Linked DNA regions of Mus musculus: all the other regions are linked to region 2. The links are chromatin contacts, called in public Hi-C and HiCAR-type maps. All regions are on one chromosome and are shown on one strand. The core of a region is the stretch at or near the end of the contact, and the rest is flanking DNA. Distances in the headings are between cores, read along the strand shown.

Region 1 (4,971 bases), core at 33-2,532, 660 kb after region 2:
CCCACACTTGTTTGGTGTGCCTCATTGTTCTGAAACTCTTAATAATTTTTGTCTTTGATCTTGTATCATGCAAATGAAGTCTAATGGCATAATATAACATGCTCATGTGCAAATGATATATTTGTAATAAGTGTTTTTATTGTTCTTCATTAATATGCTCTGGATTCTGATAGCCCTCTGACTCATCAAATTTTGCAAGATATTAAAAGCTACAAGGTGAAGATGGCATGTTTATGCTCGAGTATGAACACTTATAGTTCCCATAGTCACATGTTGTACTTGAATAAGAACTTGTGATAAAATCATCAAGGATCTTTGTTATATCCCCATACTCATCTCACATTCTGTATTAGTTGAATTGAAAATTATCACATAGCAATAGAAGCAAAGAAGGCGGAACTTAGACTCTTTCTTTCAGCCATCAAACCACAGTAAGCTGAGGGCAGAGTGTTAGTGCAATGTGTTTCTATTATGAAGTATAATGTGTGTAGTGAGGTGGTTCAGCAGCTAAGGGTACTTGCTGCATATGTAGCAGAGGATGGCTACATGCTCCATGGAAACAAGTATGAGGTATTTGTGTGTACGTTTTAAAAGCTCTAAGTAGGGTGGAGTGTTTAAAAGCTAAATATCACAGTTCTTTCCAGACTTAGATCAAATGCGTTAGGAAGCTGAGACTCCCCACTTCCCTACCCGGAAGTTCTACTGCAAGGATACATACATACATACATACATACACACACACACACACACACACACACACACACACACACACACATATATATATATATATATATATGTGTATATATATATATATTTTTTTTTAACTATTCCACTGGGCAGGATCAGGAAGGAAGAGGATTGATTTTCCTTTCCTGCTAAGAGGCTCAGACAGTAAGATGAGACTCTGTTTGAACAAAGTTTGCACTGACTTTCTCACCTCTGACTTTGGGTGAGCGGGAGTGCAAGGGAAAATCATGAAAGAGTCAACCATCATCCCGGCTAGGGAGGGGTAACTCTCCCAGGTTAAAGTTGGCACTAACATCAAAAAGTGCCATACTAAAAGTTCTGGATTAAGTAATGACCCAGAATAACAGGACTAGAGCCCCAGCAGCTGTCGCTGCCCTTCCGGAAGCCCCGCCCATTCCAGGCATTGTTCCTACCACGCCCCTCTTACCCAGTGCCCCAGAAGACGGAAAACTACATTTCCCAGAATGCAACTAGTAATCGCATTTCAGGACGCCTATATGTGTCCGAGTGACGACATAAACCGGCGCGGTGTTTAGACTTTACTGATGTCGTGGCGCTCTGAGGCAAAAAGTTGTTGCTCTTAGGAGCCCTGGGACTGAAGCCGAGGTCGGGTGACCCTGGCCCTTTCCTACTCACTCCTCCTTGCCCGCCTTTCCCTCTCCTGGCAGGATGAGGCGTGCAGGCCTGGGTAAGAACAGTGCTGAGGTTCGAAGTTTGGGGACCCTAGGACCTGCTGAGTCGGGAGCAGGGTTGTGGGAGGAGACTACCGGCCCTCTGTCAATGACTTTGGTGTTCAAAAGCGAGTTATTTGGGTTCTTTGGAGAAGGTTCTCTTCCTGTGTCCTAGTTCCGAACGGTTTCCTGAAGTTGTATTTAGACAAAAGTTTAAACCTATATGCTAGGTTGCACAGAGCGGTGAATTGGTTAGCATAAGTTTTTCTTTTTCTATGTGCTAGTTTGGGGAGTAACCCAATTTCCCAAGCCTTGCTGTTTCCTTTGCTTTACTCATTCTGGATCTTAACTTTTTTTTTTTTTTTTTAAGAAATGACATTTGGGGAGTAGTAAGCTTTAAGCCCACTAATAATGATGCGTTAGTTTGATAACCGTGAGTTACAAAGGTGAATTTACGTGTCCTTATTGTTAAAGTGCCTGTTATGAAAGGTCTGGGTCAAAGGCGAGTTACTTGGAACACTTCTGACCTAGACCTTGTCCCACTGCTAAGGCAGTAGATGTTGGTTTTGATGACTTAAATGGGTCAGGGGAAGGAATAGCTTAGTAATAACTGAAGTTCTTTCTCTATTAGCCATGTCTTAAAGAAGGAAGGGCAGAATGCTTGAAAAAAATGTGTGAAATATTAAAAAGGATGTTGCTGTTCTGGCAGACATTGGAATAGTAAAAAAAAAAATAGTTTTTAAAAATTTGAGGTGTTAAAGCCAGTGAATGGACAAACACTTAAAGTTAGGTATGAAAACTAAAGCCTCTTTTGCAACTCATAATTCACGGCTTGTTATGGGTTTTGATTATGTAAGAAGGAACACAATATTCATGACAGTGCAGAGACATGGTAGTAGTTTCAATAAGGTTGGTTATAGGAATAGAATGTGTGGACTTTAAAACCACTGAAAAATAAGGGCCTTGAATGGTGTCAGTAATATAGATTGACAGGGTTGTCAATAAGTAGTTGCATGTGAAGAAGTTGTAAATTTAGTTTTATGAATCCTTTCAGTCATTGAAAGAAATTAGTTCATCTCAAATAACCTAAAGAACTATTTTCAAACATGATTAGTCATATATGCCTACATTTTTCCAACACTAATAACAGCAGACATTTATTGTGACGCACCATGTGCTTCCCAAAGCTTTCAGGGTTACTGTGGAGCAGAAGATAAATTGCTGCGGAAGCAGATGACAAAGTACGATCCAAGGTGGTAACTTCATCCCAGTACAGGTTAAGTTCATCGGATAGTAAATGCAGTGGGGGCTTAATAATCCATGGCTCACGGTGGGCTTCCTGGAGCCGGAGAACCTGAAGGATGCTGGTGACTGTGAGGGTTGGGAGAAGTAAGTCCCAGATGAGAAGATGGCCAAACAAGATTCAGGGTAGTTATGAATGATGTATACAAGAGGTTGTGGTGATGAAGTCACTCTGAGTGAAGCTAGGACCCTGAGGCACCCGAACGATCTGACTATTCAAGGACTTTACATTCATCAGTAGGCCACTGGCCTATTGGAATTTTGTTTGTGCTGTACTGTTTTTAATACGTGCAGGTCAGGGATTTGACAGTAGGTTTCTATCTCTGACTTGTATTGTATGTTACAATTACTCAGAAAGATGTTAAATTAGATTTTCAATTAAATTAGAATCAGCAGGCAAGAGTCCCCTCCTAAGTCTTTTTGAAGTGCAGTGAAGAAGAGGGGTAATTATTTGTTTAAGTATGCTTATCACTTAAATTGGTGTTGAATTATGAAGACCTAAAAGTATCATTGTGTGCTGACCTGAATTTGAAATTTGAAATAATAGTGAGTCTGATAAGCATTTGTATGTAAAACCTGCCACCTTACACAGGAGCTGTTAAATGAATTGGCCTGCTTCAAGGAAGTAGCACTTTTCAGATGGCATCAGCTGGAAATGACCTTCAAGACTCGCCTTTCTACAGTTCATCATAGTAGTAATTAATTCTCACTGAAAAATTGGATCTCAGTTGGAATAGCAATTGTAGTATTTTATTTTACCTTAGTTGGTTTTGTTTTGTTTTTCTGTTTGGGGGTGGAAGATGATGTGAAGAAAGATCAAATTTGCAACTGCATTAAAATTTCTGGATCAAAAAAAGGAACATTTTGCTTTAAAAGAACAAAGTAGAAGAACTCTGAAATTAAGTATAAGATAGGCTAGAGAGTCAAAACAAAAGAAATAAATCAAAATAGCCATTAATTTTGGACAAATTAGTTAATGAAGTTGTCCAGTGATTAACTATCCAATCCAGAATTACTTAGTCACATTAAACAAGTTGAAGATCTTAAATCTTGTTAAGAGTTTGCAGAGATTATTTTAAGTGTTGATTTTAGTTGGTGAGCTGCGAAAAACAACTATGCCCTGTCCTCCAGCTTTTAATCTGTTTGAAAATATGTGTGGAGAAAGAGAGAGACCATGCCAGCCAGCAAGTGTGCAACTGTCCCCTCTCTTTGAAATATTTAACATTTTGTTATGGCTTTTGTGGTAAACGGAGAAATATAGGCGTCTGGTACATAGAAAGTGCTCATTAGGTGCAAGAGGCCAGAGAAGCAAAAGACATTCTGCTGTTGACAAAATTGGTTTACAGTAAAGGAAAAATGTCCTTTTTAGTTCATTTATAAGTATTTACTTAAGTATTGTTGTAGGGTGTGTGTGTACCTGTATGTTTATGGAGATCTAGGATGATAAATGAACACATTTAGTTTTTGCTTTTATACTTCAGTGTAGAGGTCAGTTTTGATGTTATATAGTCAGAGCTATAAAAATTCAAGAGTTTTGCTACTTCAATAAAATTAAATTGTGCTGTGCTTTGAAAGAGTTTCTTATTCACACGTAACCATTCTTCAGCTACTAGACTTACTGCTACCCACTCTCTCGGTTGTCACTATGATTGTTCTTACTATCATTGCTACTGCATTTGCTGTTTGAGCCTACGGTATCCTCTAGCTTTAAGGGTATCCCTTTCTTCTATCTTCCTAGGTTATTAGAGAATCTGCTTCCAGCCATGGACAATCTTGTCCCTTTAATACATACTACACACTTTTGTCACTTCCACTACATTAAAGTTGGTGCGCTTTGTTCTTCTGCGGTCCCAATATTAAAGCTTTCAGTTCTAGAGCCATCCAACAGGGTGGCCTCTCAACGGCTGACTGAGACCAAGGAGTCGTTCTGTTGAGAATCTCATATCTAGGAGGGCAGAAGCCAATTCAGTATCCTGCCGCGGCCATGTTTAATTTATTCTCTTGGTAATATGGGATGGTTTGGGTCTCCATTCTTTCATGATTGTTTATTCTAAGGGATCACTTTTCTTTACTCTGCAGCTTGTTTTCTTCCTTTACAAAGAAAATGATGCCATCGGGTTATTAACGCTTGGTGAAGTGCCCTCAGTGCCCAAGCATTTCTGTATGAATTTGTTGCCTAATGCTCACTGTACCTGTTGTTTCCCTGCAATTGCCAAGTACTGTAGTAGACAGTAATGGATTCTTCTATCTT
Region 2 (4,643 bases), core at 528-3,027:
ACAACAGGGCTGCAGAATGACTGCATGCCTCCCCCCGCCCCCCTACCTCCCCAGACCCCTCCCACCAGCTCCCAACCACCAGATCCCTTCCGTGCAGCAAGAGTGAATCCCCCACCTCCCACCGTCCCATCATCTCCCACCTCCCATCATCTCCCACCTCCCATCATCTCCCACCTCCCACCTTGGCTTCGTGCCCACCCAGAAAACCGGACAGTTTCCACAAACTGTTGCTGGACACCCATTCGTGTCCCCAAGTCCAGTGCACCGTCACCGTCACCTCAATCAATCACCACTAGACAAGGCAGGCCATTCCGCCATCTCCAAAATCCAGCACCCCTCCACTCCACTGCCATAAGCAGGAGTTACGTGGGCAGAATGTTAAAACCAATTTTGGCCTCCCAGGGCTCCATTTTGTTTACCACCAGCACCACCACCATCATGCAGATAGCCGTCCGACAGGAAAACGGAGCCAGTTTTGACCCGAAAGGTGAACTGTGTTGTCCCCTCACCAAGGAGAGATACGTTCTCTCGTCTTCCCAACGCTACTTTCTGTGTCACTTAAGAGGCTGCAGGTCTTATGCCTGTGCCGCAGTTTGTAGCGCATTTTCTAAATTCACTCTTGTTGCGCTTTTGCGTTTGGTTACTCTCCTGCAGCTTTCCAAATTGAATACGTGAAACACGAATCGGTTTTGGGTATCACCGTAGTTCGGGCTGGTTTGTGGCGCATGAAGCGCCCCGTTCGCCCCGTTCACAGGTTCGCCTGTTCGCCCGTTTCATTTGCTCGTTCGTACGCTGAAGCGCATGAAGCGCCCATTAGTACAGTGAAGCGCATGGCGCGCCCATTAGTACAGCGAAGCGCATTAAGCGCTCATTAGTACATCGTAGCACATGAAGCGCCCATTAGTACAGCGAAGCGCATGAAGCGCCCATCAGTTCGTAGCGTGTGAAGTGCCTATGAGTATTTTGTAGCGCATGAAGCGCCTATGAGTATTTTGTAGCGCATGAAGCGCCTATGAGTATTTTGTAGCGCATGAAGCGCCTATGAGTATTTTGTAGCGCATGAAGCGCCTATTAGGATTTTGTAGCGCATGAAGCGCCCGTTAGTTTATCACAGCGCAAGACGCGGCCGTCTGCAGTGCAATCCGTTCGTAGCGCGGCACTTAAGAGTGCAGAGCCAGTCACTTTGCAGCGTATTTGGGGAGCTCATCACAATTCGGTCAGTAGCTCATGTGCGTCTGCAGCTCATCGCTGTCCGCAGCTCATGTGTCTACCGACCATTTCTGGACGCGAGTCGTGGAAACCGAATTCGCGGACCCGAAGCCGTGAAGACTTGCTTTCCACGCTCTCGTCTCAGGATCTGGCCACTGAAGGCTTGACAAAATTTGCGAGGAGATATTTTGGGGGGCGCTACTTTTATCTCCCGCAGCTCCCGATGTAAAACGGGGATTGCGTGTGACCGTTTTCTTGGAGTTAAAAAAAAAAAAAAAATCCTAACCATACTCACCACACGAGGATTCCTCTGCGATGCCACGAAGGATGAGGGGTCCCGCGACGGCCCGGTCCACTGGGTGACCGCGGTCCGGAGAAGGCTCCGGACCGCAGCCCGCGCAGCAGACCTAGGCGAGGCTCGGTGGACCTTCTCGGTTGGCTGCTCTCCCCAGGTCGTAGTTGGTCAGGATTCTTCGACACACACCAACTCAAGTTGGAAACGCGTGTATCGGGAGTCCGGACTGCTTGCCTTATATAGAGAGATCCTAGGAGGGGGGGCGCCAAATCCCAGCGTGCTTCGCGAGCAGCGGGGGCGGAGGGGGGCGCGTGGGCGGGCGCCTTGGGGGATGGGGTGGGGGCGCGGCATGCACTGCTTTGGCCCGCCGCTAGGGGCAGCATGGGCTCAGGAAGGGGGGGTGCGCGATGCTGAACTGGCCAAGCTGGGAGGAAAAAAAGAAAGGGAGGGGAGGGGAGGATCGAGGACGGTTGGCTTAGGCAGGCCAAGAATGCTATTATTCTGGTGGTGGGAGCTGGGAGACCCTTGTGCTTGGACGGGAAAGGGTCGGGGGACACTCAAGATGAGCCCCGCGACCACTGGCACATTCTTACTGACAGGTTAGTGGCCTGCGCGCGACATGGAGGTTCAGGGGCCCACAGGCCGCCGCCTCACACTCCCCCACTCGGGTTCCGGGGTACCAGGGCGTGCCCAAAGGGTGCTAGTCCCGCTCTATGCCCAATGCCTCCCCCTCACAGCACCCCTCTTTCAGGACACCCTGCAGCCCACCTTTTGGGCCAAGTGGGTCCCTCCCCAGGCTTGACCCCTGGCCTTCTCTTTCTCTCTGCACCCCCACGGCCCCTCCCTGTCCAGCAGGGCAGGAATTCAGCTCCAGTTTCCATTAAGAAGGGCGCCCCTCCTCGCCCCCCCAGCCTAGTGGTGGACATCTTCTGATCCCTGAAACAGACTTGGGGGGTCGTTGCCCCTCGGGGTGGGGATGGGGGTTTTATCCCACAATTGAGACTCCCTGGCCTAGATGTGAACCAAAGGACATGTCTGGCCAGCTGCTTTCTCTCTTACACAAAGATGTACATCTTTTCTCATTTTCTGGGATCTGGTTGAGAGAGAAAAAGACCACCAAAATGTGACATTTAAAAGATCGAAGCCCCCCCCCCCCCGCGCGCTTTTTTTTTTTTTTTTTTTTTAAAGCATATTTCCTGGTGGCGCGAACCTGATTTTTCCTTAGGTTTTACCGAACACGGAAGCAGGATCATGAAATTCTGGGAGCCAAACGGCGGTGTGCAGGTCAGGGTCAACCATGGCTGGGGGCCAGAGATGCTGCAAACAGCACCCATTGCCCTACTAAATACGTTACGAAGGGAAAGCAAGAACAATTGAAAACAGCTGTGGATGCTTCCAATGTTCTTGGCGGGCTTTGGAAGCCTTCAGCTACGGACTTTGTGAGGTTTACACGGAGACCTCAGCTTCCCCCCCCACCCCGCGCCGTTTTATGTTTCTAAATCTTGTGGGTGAATGAATGTTTTGGGGAGCAGTAACTGTAGGTTCAAACCTTTGAAACAGGTCACCGAGACTCAGCTCCAAGCATTTCCTTGGCTTGAAACATAAACCTGTAAATTTTTTTTGTTTGTTTGTTTGTTGTTGTTGTTTTGTTAGAGAAATTTGCAAAGGAACAAGGCATTCAAATACTGACTGGGAAAGGATGTTAAATAAAACCTTAATTCGGATTCCCACCTAAGCTGCTCAAAGTCTTAGGTGCTGAGAAAATTAACAATCTGTTGCTAATCTTTGTCAAAAAAGTTAAGGTTAAAAGGAAAATCAAATTGTCTACAACTGAGTTAGATTTATAAATCACAGATGAAACATATTTGTTTTTTAAAGACTAAAACTGAGCATATTTCAGCAATACTTCTGCAGCATTTTTTTTCCTTAAAGGAAAAACAAGACTTTGACCCATTGTGAACGACAGGACCCTGCGCTGTACAAAGCATTAAGCTTTTTAGCACTAAGCAAAACTCATTCATTTCCTGGGAATCTACTTATTAGAAATTAAATGTTGACCTCCAGAAATAAATAAGTGCAGATTTCCAAGAGCAAAGGACATTTATCTAGGAAATTGGGCGAACATAATCATTACTTTTAATTTAAAAGTGTTTATCCTTTTCTGCAAGACAGACTGATTCCAGGATTTTAAAACAATGTTTATTTAACAGTCCCTGTTCCGGTGACTGCGGGACTCTCATATGCTTACGAGCAATTTCTTTCACCCTCAAAGTTAATTCACCAAGCTGTTCACTGAGAGCTTTTTAAGAGTTCACTTTTAAAAAACTGACACTTACAGAAAACATGGATCTAAAAAGTAAGGAAAATTCAAGTTTTAAAAATCACCCATCTTTCAGAGCTTAAATTTATTTGACTTTTTCATTTCAAAATGTTAGCCAGTATTTTTATTTTTTGATTGATTGACGGCCTAAAAAATAGATATGGCTTTGTTGGTACTTGTGTAATAATAGTAATTCTCTCTCATGGTCCAAGTTCCAGAAGGTACCTTACTAAGGCAACCAAGATCACCTGTGACATCCTTGGCTTGCTCTGGTGTCGGCAAAGTGCGGTTTGCCCTTCCAGACTTCCCTCTATGCTTACAGAGGGATCTAAAGAATATGGGTTTTTATAGGGTTGTATATACTTTTTTTTCTCAAAATTAAATATTGAATCAAATTAATTTCTTCCCCTGTTTTCTTTCCAAGTAGTGGATTTTGAGCATCAAATAATACTAATTTTACAATTTTCTTTAAAAATAAGCAACATTAAATTAATATTTCCTGATTGAGGTATATGAACAGCAACAACACCTAAGTATTTCAAACCAACGAGCTGAGCCGTGGCTCCCCGCCTCAGGATTATCACATGGAGATATAATTCTGATCAATATCCTTGATGCTTTTTAATGCTTGATACACCTTTTTTTTTTTTAACTTTATTCAAATTATAGTTCTCCTAGGGAAAAGGCAATAGCAGCTGTTTAGGTAAAACTTTCTTGCTAGCTGAAAGAACAAACAATATTTAAGTGAATAGACAAAATTAATTGACACTTGAGCATTTAACTAACATTAAATACCAATATGTCCTAATACTGATAGAT
Region 3 (4,800 bases), core at 1,579-4,078, 750 kb before region 2:
CGTGTTTTGTAATCACTCAGATGAACTTGTGGATCGGGTCGCACCCGTGATTCCCAGACAAACCTTGTGCTTCACCTTTGTCTCAACTGAATCCCTTCCAGGATGTGTGACCCGTCTGAGGATAGAGATCCCAGGCCATTCTCTAGTCACGGTGCCACATGGAACATTTGCCAACTAGGTAAAAAGAAAACCTGACCTGGTCATTGCGGCTTAGCTACCATCAGTGCTGCCAGTAACAACAACAGCCACCATCACCCAGAAATGGCATAGAGGAATGCCGTGTGTTGAGAGCAACGCTGTAAATATTATTGGACAGGATAACTCGGCAACAAAATTTTGGTGACCTCGGTTCACACTTAACCTTTAGTCATTTCTGTGAGCATCATATGACACCACCTGATCCTTAGTCACCACACAACACCATAAGGTATTGCTGAGCACACAATAGGCTTGAGAAAATGGGACTTTCTATATGAAACCTACGTATTGTATCCTACAGTTTCTTTCCTTCCCTCTCTAGATAAGAATATCATTCTTTGTGGCATCGGATGATGCCTGAAAGGAAATAGGATTGTGATTGTGTGTCCAGGGTAAAAGGGGAATGTCTACTTTCTACTTGCTTCATCAAAGAGAGTCTGCCACTCAAGCATCCACATGTGAAACATATCAATGGGACTGACTTTCTTGCAAGCAAAACTTACAATTAATTAATCATAATTTATATTAATTTAAGAGTAAAATTGTTAGCATTAAAAAAAGAAAATACAGTCCCAAGAAAACATGATCATTTCCTACATGCTTGTGAGATGGTGACATGAGTGTTGTATAAGCTCCCAGTCCATAAAACCCAGTACTGCGAGTGCATGTATTGTCCAAGTCATATAATGTGTTACAACTGAACAGAAAACAAAGAAGATATATAGTGACTGACGAGAGAGAGAGAGAGAGAGAGAGAGAGAGAGCCTTGCTTCTTTTTGTTTTTGTTTTTGTTTTTATAATCTCCTGGACAGTTCTTTGCTTCCCTGAGCTTTTGTGATTCCAAGCCTGAATTATGGGTTCTGGCAGTGTCTGTGTGCAGCCAGCGGTGCTGTCTAAGCTCCTTTAGCTTCAGTGCTGGAGCCACAGTGCTATGAATTGCATTTACTTTGCCCACTTTTCTTCCTCTTTTCTCTCAAGAGTCAGTTGCTGATGTCTGGTCATCCACCTCTGGGTTATTTCTCGGTGTCTTTAAGAACCTGCACCAGATGCTCATTACCAGAAAACCGTGACTGTTGAAGGTCTCCATTGGATTTTTTCCCCCATAGGTCTGAGCAAAATGCTTGGACACAATGGCAGGCATAAATGCTAGAACTTATATGTGACCACTAGACAGAGGTGGTGGGATGGACAGAAAGCCAACGTGTTATTTCTAAGCAAGTCACACAAGTGGACACAACATTAGGCAGACCCCCAGTATTGGTGGTAGGTTTAAGAGGAGGAACTTTGATGCTAGACCTGTGCCTGCACAAGTCCACTAAACAGCAGAGCACTGGAATCTGGGGCAGAGTTTGAACTAGAGGCAGAAATCAGACATCAGTCCTGTGACTGGGTGAGCTCTCATGGGGGAAAATGCAAAGAGTGCACCCACCGTCATCTATGACTTTCATAACACCCCAGTCTCCTCATATGCAAGGGTCGAAGGCTAAGGGTGCCTTGGATAACAAACTGCCCTTGCAGTTTATTACTATTAGTAGTTCCCATTACATTGCATTTGCAACCAAGTCGTTACAGCGTCCCTAAACACTGGCTTCATTCTACAGTCCATTTAGAGTGAACGGGAGGACGAGAGAGGTTAGGATGAGAGTGTTATGACCCGCTAGCATGTTTCAACAGCAGTCATTAGGGAGGTCAATATTGGGCAGTAACAAAGTAGGGTAGGATGCACTGAGCCTCTGGGAAATGAAAGAGCCCAAATAACTAAAATATGCTACTGGTGCCTGCTAGTGACAAAGGCTGCTTTTTGGAAGGAGGGCAGCCGCAATGAAGAAAGAGCTTTTGGAGCAGACTGGGGAGTGGAGGGCGGTCAAGAGCAAACTAGAAGGCCTTAGAGAAAGAGGGGAATGACAGGGAAGGGGGACTACAGGGCCAGCCAAACCCTCAGCAAATCGCTCTTTAGTTTGCATTTAATTAACAGGTAGAAAGTGTTACAGGAGAGAAGTGAACTGGGATTTTCCACCACATTAATAATAAGCCTATTTAGGCAGTTTCTAAACTTGAGCTGTTCGCTAAGAAGAAAGTGGATAAAACTGTAGGGTGGTCCTTGCTTTCGAGGTCCAATGGCAAAGAAGCCCATACTTTAGTAAGCAGATGATTGGCTACTGTAAAAGTCCCGCTCTGAGCGAACACCAATGCACGCTCCGCGGTGAGATTCTTGGAAACAGTTTCTGGCTAGGAATGCGTGACATTGAGATGGCTCTGGAGTTGTAAACAAGGACAAGTCTGGGCGGGCCTGAAGTCCTAGCGACCTGGGATCTATCCCAAGGGGGCCCACGTCATCCCGGATGCCTGCTGTGGCTGCTCCCCCTATCCCACCCCAACCCTCCTCCCTCTCACCCTTTGCCCCTTGCAGGCCATGGAAACCGTGTCGGGATCACTGTGCCAGGCCTTTCTAGTGACCGCGGCCAAAGGGAGGAGCCCAAAGTTCTTTCTCTGAGCTGATTGGTGTGGCCCCAAGTTCAGAGTCCCAGAGCCTCCTCCTGGCTGGAGTTGTGGAGAGGGCGTGGAGGTAGATAAAAGGCAAGACATCGGGTGGTGGGAAGACCCAAGTGTCAACCCTTCACCCAGGCTCGAGCACCCGGGACCCTGGGACCACAACGCACTTGCTCCCTCTCGACCGCGCTCCTGACCCGCAGCCCTCGCCAACCCTACGGATCCTAACCACCGCCAGCCTAGGTGGGCGTCAGGATGAAGGCAGCCCGCTTCGTGATGCGCAGCGCCAGCTCGCTGAGCAGCGCCAGCCTGGTCCCCAGGGAGGTCGAGCTGTTCTCCCGCTACAGCCCGTCCCCGCTGTCCATGAAGCAGCTGCTGGACTTTGGTGAGAGGCGGGCGACGCAGGGCCCAGGAGGGTGGCGCTGAGGCTGGGGAGGCCCCAGGATGGGAAGGGCTGAGTTCAGGGCTAGGACGACTGAGGTCTCTTTGACCGAAGAACTCGGGATTCTCAAAAGGCTGTGCACCTGTTTTCCTAGTTTGGTTACTTTCTGACAGTTTGTACCAGAAAGGCTAAGTCACTTGTAACCATACTGATGCTCAACTTCGAATCTACTTTTCTCTTCTCACTGTCTAGATCATTTGAGTGTGTATATATATATATATATATATATATATATATATATATATATATATATATATATATCCTTTCAGCCACCATTTTAATAATGGACTAGAAGCTAAACTAACTCCTTTCTTCCCAATTTCCTAATAACACAAACTTACCTTAGATTGATAGATACAGATTTAAACTCATACTCCCCGCCTCCACACACACCCCGCTGATCTCTTGGCATGCCTAGCAGGCATCTTTACTATTTCTCCTTTATTGTTTTACAAGTATTTACATTACTACTACTACTACAAAAAAAAAAAAAAAAAGACAGTTACTCCTTTTCTTCCGCGGTGGCATATGGAACATTTCAAGATGTCAATGTGGTATTGTTTGTTGCTAGTCTGGAAAGGCCTCTGTCTCCTTCTACCCAGACCCTTTCAGGTTCATACTCATTAAGGGTGTGTTATTGAGTTTGTGGTACAGGCCCTGGACTCACGCATAGAAATAACTGGAGAGTGGTCTGATTTCTCCACCGTGGGCTTATTTTTTTCTTTTCATAAAGAAAATAAACAGTATTTCACCTATATTGGTCACTCTTAAAAAGTGAAAAGGGGGTGAAATTGGACAGAAAGAAAAAGGCACTAAAGATCTAGCTTTAAAGTGTCTATAAGCACTAAGCTAACTGTAGTTAAGATATTATTTTACAACATCCTTTGTATTTGCTATTTAGTCTCAAATTTTCCCCCAAACTGAACACGCTTCACCCACTACAGGTTCAGAAAATGCCTGTGAAAGAACGTCCTTTGCTTTTCTGCGGCAAGAGCTGCCCGTCCGCCTGGCCAATATCCTGAAGGAGATTGACATCCTGCCTGACCGCTTAGTGAACACTCCTTCGGTGCAGCTGGTGAAGAGCTGGTGAGGACACACGGTTTTGAAGTCTCTGGCTTTAAAAGTTACCTGAGCACCACTTCTTAGACCATATTAACAGCGTGCTTGGATAACAGGCGGTCTTAAGAGAAAATAGTTTTGAAAGTTGTAAGTAAGTTTGTATTAACTTAGGGCAGGTTATCATTAGGATTGTTATAAATCTACAAATAGATGTTTGTTAATATCCTAAAAAAGAAAAAAATCGTTCCCCTTCACTTTGGAGGTGTGTGGCTTCTGTTTTTGCTTTTCTTTTCCTTTTCCTTTTCCTTTTCCTTTGTTCCTTGTTGTTATTTGGCTCTTAAGACCGGCTCTGGTGAATCACAGGCTTCCTGGAACTCCTAGGATGACCTTGACATCCTTTCTACTTATCTTCACCTCTTAGTTCCTGGGATTATAACCATGTACTACCATACCCAACTTCCATTACAATATAATTTGGATGTATGGGATAAGTTTGAAGAATAATTGGCATAATGGATTTTTTTTAATTTTTGTCCTTTACATAACAAAGGATGGAATCTGAAATTGTACAAACAATCCTTTGCCTAGAAATTGATGTAGATGTCTGCTGT
Region 4 (4,829 bases), core at 2,144-4,643, 840 kb before region 2:
GACTCTTCTCAGATTTGATTCATGCATATTATTTGTGAGTCAAGCAAACAGCTCATATGTAGGTGTGTGGGGTGATCATTCCTCTGCAGGGTGGATATTTCTTTCCTTTCCATTGTTTCTCCTCAGCCTGTACTAGAATCTCCCTGAGAGTGAACATGTGCCACCGTGACTCCAGGGAAAGATGGCGGCACATGCATCACCCTTTCCAGTCATCATATTACTTGGGCGGCATCTGTCTTCACAACCCAGCACTGGCCTCTTGGGTGATATGAGGAAGCAAAGGGCAGCAAAAGCTGTAGTTTTCTGATTCTAAATCCAAACGAGAAGAGAAAACTAACTACAATGGAAGGTGGTATGCAGGGATGCCCAAATAACTATTATTTATAGTGTGTTATTTATTTCTTTTACTAAGTTGATTTAATTGACCAAATGTTTTGCTTTTAGATGCGCACATCTTCAGATTGCTGTTTGGTGAGCAGAAGCCACAGCTAATGAGAAAATATAATGAGGCCCCAGAAAACATTTTAAAGTATTAAATATCATCATTATTACAGCCTTTTCATAAAAATGCCCTTGTGTGTTTACTGTGACATGAGCATGAGCTTTGGAAACAGCAAGCCTTGATCGAGTGTGGCTTCAGCTAGAGCTCTTAATGTGATGGTGAGAGGATTATCACACCTCTATAAACTTATCTACAGGATAATTAAGAATCTGCATTCATTCAGTAACTATCAAATGGACCATTAGGTCGGCTCTGTGGTAGCTGCAACCCACAGAGGGGCCAAAACCATTTGATGTTGAGTCTTCTATGCCCTGTGTGACACTGCTCCCACAATCAGGTAATATTACAGACTAGTAAAATAACAAACAGGGCATTCTAGAATATTCCAGGGTTAGCTCCGAGTGGGGAGGGGAGGGGAGTGTGTAAATTAGGGAGTGCTCCTCTCTTTCAATCTGTAAGATACATGAAGGTGAGAAGAGCGGTGGGCCTTGAGTTAGGAGACAAAGCAGGAGCATATCATTGTGAGGGCCGAGAGTTAGGAGAGCAAAACAGTAGCATAGCATGAGACTCTTGTGGGTCAGGCAACAGAATTAGACATCCATCCTAAAGCGATGACTACTCCCTGGAGGGCTGTAGGCAAAGACATCGTAAGTTGATTTCTACTTTATCATGTTCACTCCAGCAACTGTGGAAAGGGCCAGAAGAAAGCAAGACTATGGAGCAAGAAGCAACGGCAGCTTCAACCCAGAAATGGCGGGAGCGAATGGAAAGGAGTACATGAGTGGAAAACCGGGCATCCCCAGTGTTAGAACAGGTTTAACAGGCATCTGAGAGGATGAGGGAATTGGAGAAGGATTTGAAATTTCTAATTGCCACAACTAAAGCAATCACAGTCCTATTCATGGAGAGTAAAGGCAGACAGAAGAGTGACCAGAAAAAGCAGATGCAATTGTGTCTGCTGAGCCTTACATGTCAATGAAACAGCCACTGGAGCTTCCAAATGGCTGTTGGATCCATGAGTCTGAAGCTCAAACATGACTTGGCATGGTTAGTTTCAATGTTGCTAGTATGTATGTGGTGACAAATTGGAAAACTGTGAGATTGTTCAGGCTGAAAATCCAGAGCAGAAAATAGGAGTCTCAGGTCTACAGTGGTCTTCAACCCAGAAATATGTATGTTATTTTATCCTATGTCTGGGTTTCTGGGGAGCTAATAAAGATCAGACGTGTCAACACACTATCTCTGAGAAGGACGTAAGATTCACGGGCACTGAGGCTCAGGACCCTGCATTTCTCAGTTACCCAGCCTTAGAACTCTGATGCAAGGGATAAATAAGGACAGAAGAACCTTTGGATATAAAAGGTCAGGCCATGCAATGCCACGGGCTGCAAGTAGTTACTGATGCCGTGCTTGGCCTCTGTGTGGGATATCCTGAATTTCCTTTCCTGATGCCATTCTATAGGGCTCTTCATGAACATCCCGAGGAGGGAGTGCTTTAATAGGAGAAGTGGCCAATGGTGCTGTGTGCCGTGAAGAGTACCAGTATCACGGGTAACTTGAACGTCACCAGGAAGTAGCCATGAAAGGGGATTCGCAGAGTACTATGGAGTATTGCTTAGGATTCTGGCACTAAAGCTTGCAATAGTACTGCTTAAACAGGAGAAACATTTCTTCTTCAGGTCTAACAAATCTTGGCACAGTCTCTTGCTCTGGAATGCCATTCCATTATTGTATTGACCAGAGGCTGCTCTCTCATTCCCACCTTATGAGTAGTTCATATCTCAAATTCATACCATGGTACGTCAGCTTCTAGAACTTGAGCTTTCTCATCGATGTTCTACCATGATGAAGGAAACAGAAAACAAGACCATCAAGCACTGTCCCTTTAGTAAGCTCCATGACTCTCCTACTAGCCTCTCACCAATCACAATCAAGGTGCAATCAGAGCTAACTGCCAAAAAAACCTAGGAAATCTGGTCGGTTGAATGACAAGTGCCTGGCTGGTGAGTAGCGTTATAGTGTCAAATAGAAAGACTGCATACTATGGAACCATTAATAATCCCTTTAGAAAGTGAGGTGATAACCTGGACCCTTGGGGACACCTAGAAACTAAACCACCAATCAACAAGCAAGCTTGAGCTGGACCTAGCTTCCCAAGCCCCACACATATGTAGCAGATGTACAGCTTGGTCTTCATGCAGGTCCCCCAACAACTGGAGCAAAGGGTGTGAGAATGTCCCTGAATTTGTTGTCTGCCCATGGATCCTGTCCCTCTAGCTGGACTGCCTTGTCTGGACTCAGTGTGAGAGAATGTGCTTAGTCCTGCAGTGACTTGATATGCTAGGGTAGACGAATACCTGGGGTGGAGGTGGGCTCACCCTAGAGGAGAAGGGAATAGGACTGTGTAAAGGAGACCGGAAGGAGGGGGGTGCTGTAATTGGAACGTAAAATCAATAAATAAATTAATGAAAAAAATTAAAAATTAGTTGATAAAAAAGAATAGAAAACAAAATAGGAAGAGAAAGTACAAAACCACAGACATTTGTTTTCCCAAGTGAGTGCATTTTTTATGCCACATCTTTTGAGAATGGTTTGGATGTTTGGTGGTTTAGAGCATGTTATTTCATTTCTGAATGCTGAGAAGGCTGTTGGAGGAAGAGGCTTTGCAGTCAGAGAGTCAAGAAAAGCAGCTTAACTGCTGAGGTGGTCATGTGAGCTGAGGGTTTGGAGTTTGGGTAGAGATTTCCAAACTTTAGGCACATAAAAATGTTGACATTCATTTCTTGTTAGGCCTTATTCGGCCAGAAACTGAGGCCAAGTACTAGTGAGGAAGGCTAAGCCTTTGCTTGAGTTTAGAGACCTGTCTTGTTCACTTCCGTACTGGAGTGACTCAGCACTTCCTGCTTAAGCCTGCCTCTGTCTAGCTACCCCTGATGTGTCCATTTCTTATAGGCCCCATGAGATAACCCCACACCCCTGGTCATCTCACCCCATACCTTCTGTCACCCTTCCCTGACCCCTATGCCATCTCACCTCAGCAAAAATCCCCACCTTCTTCCTCAACCCTATATAAACAAAAGACTAATACAATAAAATGAGTTCCTGCTTTGAGGACTCCCAGCTGGCCTGGTGAATCTCAGCCCCAAGAGACTCAGCCAGACTGGGTTCTCTCCTTTGCCCCGGACATGCCAGTAGAGAGCTGACAACTTTTGTGGTAGGAAACTCACACACCATGTAACATAACAGCAACAAAAACAACCTCTGCTACTGAAGTCCTTATATGCCATCTTCAGTCTTGTTGGGTAAGTCAATCAAACCAGGACAGCTGAAACCCCCTTCTCTCTATGCAAGACTTTCTAAACCTCTGGAGAGACAAACTGAATCTAGGAGTGTTGGTCCAAGACAGTTTTAATGATTTCCCGAAAATCCAGTTCAATTTTGTGGGAGTTCAATTTTAAGGCTTCAAGAATATGGACCCAATGTCATCAGACCATTTATGGCACTTTCAGAAACACTGCTGTCCATCAAGCACCAACCATCATCCTATCAGACATCTCTGCACCTCTGCTTCTCTCTTTAATACAACCTAAGAGTCCTCTTTTTACACATGGTTTCCTCAAAGGCTAACTTTCATCATGCTATCATCTAAGCTACCACTCTTATCTCATAACTAATGTTTGGCATTTCAATAGCAATGCCTGCACAATATGAGTGGCATTAATCCACGCTTGCTCATGATGCCACATGCTATCATTAATAACTTGGGGTACTCTATCATCACTTCAGGCTGTGATGTCTTTAAATTCAGGAACTTGTCTTTGACTGGCATAACATTTGACCTAGAAGATGCCCTGAAAGTCCCAGAGGCCGAACAAGTACATAGGGCAATGAATACCAGACTGAACAGAGGATCAAAAAAAAGAAAAGAAAAAGAAAAGAAAAGCAGAAAAACTGACAGGGAAACCAAAATCAAGCAGTGTAGTGGAAAATAAAGATGTGATAAACAGAATATTGTAAAGAAAAAATAGAGTACAGCCGGAAGAAGGTCATTAGAGCCTTGAAGACAATGTGGGTGATTTAATCACAAATAGTTTTAAGAAACACGAGAAAAGAAGTCTGCAGGCAACTTGAAATAGACTCTTAAGTACCTTTCAAACCCAAGAAAAATAGGTAGCAGAAAAAAATCAATGCATTGAAACCCAACAAAGCTTCAATGTACCATCCCTTTTCAATCAGTTGGACAGAAAATGATGTGTTTAGTACATCCCCCTTCTTCATGTTTGGACCTTTAAACAGGGTATTTGGATTCACAGTCTGTAGCCAGCTC

The links. Hi-C and Micro-C count contacts between places; a contact is called where the count stands out from the background. HiCAR-type assays count read pairs that join an accessible place to other places.
Region 1: a HiCAR-type map of astrocytes shows a contact between it and region 2, with 2.5 times the contacts expected there. The contact joins the promoter of Bet1 here to the promoter of Peg10 in region 2. A contact is called at or near these places in 2 of 39 promoter capture datasets (liver and pre-B cells), 3 of 484 Hi-C or Micro-C datasets (cerebellum, embryonic stem cells and myocytes) and 2 of 115 datasets of contacts at active chromatin or transcription factors (astrocytes and embryonic hindbrain).
Region 3: a HiCAR-type map of astrocytes shows a contact between it and region 2, with 2.7 times the contacts expected there. The contact joins the promoter of Pdk4 here to the promoter of Peg10 in region 2. A contact is called at or near these places in 1 of 39 promoter capture datasets (liver), 5 of 115 datasets of contacts at active chromatin or transcription factors (astrocytes and embryonic stem cells) and 3 of 9 other capture datasets (embryonic stem cells, liver and pancreatic islet).
Region 4: a contact with region 2 is called in a Hi-C map of adipose-derived mesenchymal stem cells, with 1.9 times the contacts expected there. The contact joins the enhancer-like site here to the promoter of Peg10 in region 2. A contact is called at or near these places in 8 of 39 promoter capture datasets (the 3T3-L1 cell line, the SN4741 cell line, hippocampal neurons and 3 more), 1 of 15 datasets of contacts at CTCF or cohesin (the NIH/3T3 cell line), 4 of 484 Hi-C or Micro-C datasets (adipose-derived mesenchymal stem cells, cardiomyocytes, cortical neurons and 1 more), 10 of 115 datasets of contacts at active chromatin or transcription factors (astrocytes, embryonic forebrain, embryonic midbrain and 4 more) and 2 of 9 other capture datasets (embryonic stem cells and liver).

Annotation. Positions count from the first base shown.
Region 1 is chr6:4,083,241-4,088,211 of GRCm38.p6, reverse strand. Bet1 (Bet1 golgi vesicular membrane trafficking protein) reads left to right here and starts at 1,282. Exons shown (of 4, transcript NM_009748.3): 1 at 1,282-1,435. The coding sequence starts at 1,417.
Region 2 is chr6:4,744,440-4,749,082 of GRCm38.p6, reverse strand. It overlaps Peg10 (paternally expressed 10), which reads right to left and starts at 1,777. Exons shown (of 2, transcript NM_130877.2): 1 at 1,505-1,777. It overlaps Sgce (sarcoglycan, epsilon), which reads left to right and starts at 1,879. Exons shown (of 11, transcript NM_011360.3): 1 at 1,879-2,103. The coding sequence starts at 1,995.
Region 3 is chr6:5,494,306-5,499,105 of GRCm38.p6, reverse strand. It overlaps Pdk4 (pyruvate dehydrogenase kinase, isoenzyme 4), which reads left to right and starts at 2,828. Exons shown (of 11, transcript NM_013743.2): 1 at 2,828-3,073; 2 at 4,075-4,216. The coding sequence starts at 2,944.
Region 4 is chr6:5,581,730-5,586,558 of GRCm38.p6, reverse strand. No RefSeq gene overlaps it. Among named protein-coding and RNA genes, the nearest start is that of Gm34470, 20 kb to the right of the region's middle. Within about 2 kb of position 3,393, at least 46 of the 459 cell types and tissues checked have an H3K27ac peak or open chromatin away from gene starts, as enhancers often do. A contact at or near this core is called in the NIH/3T3 cell line and adipose-derived mesenchymal stem cells, where this site is marked.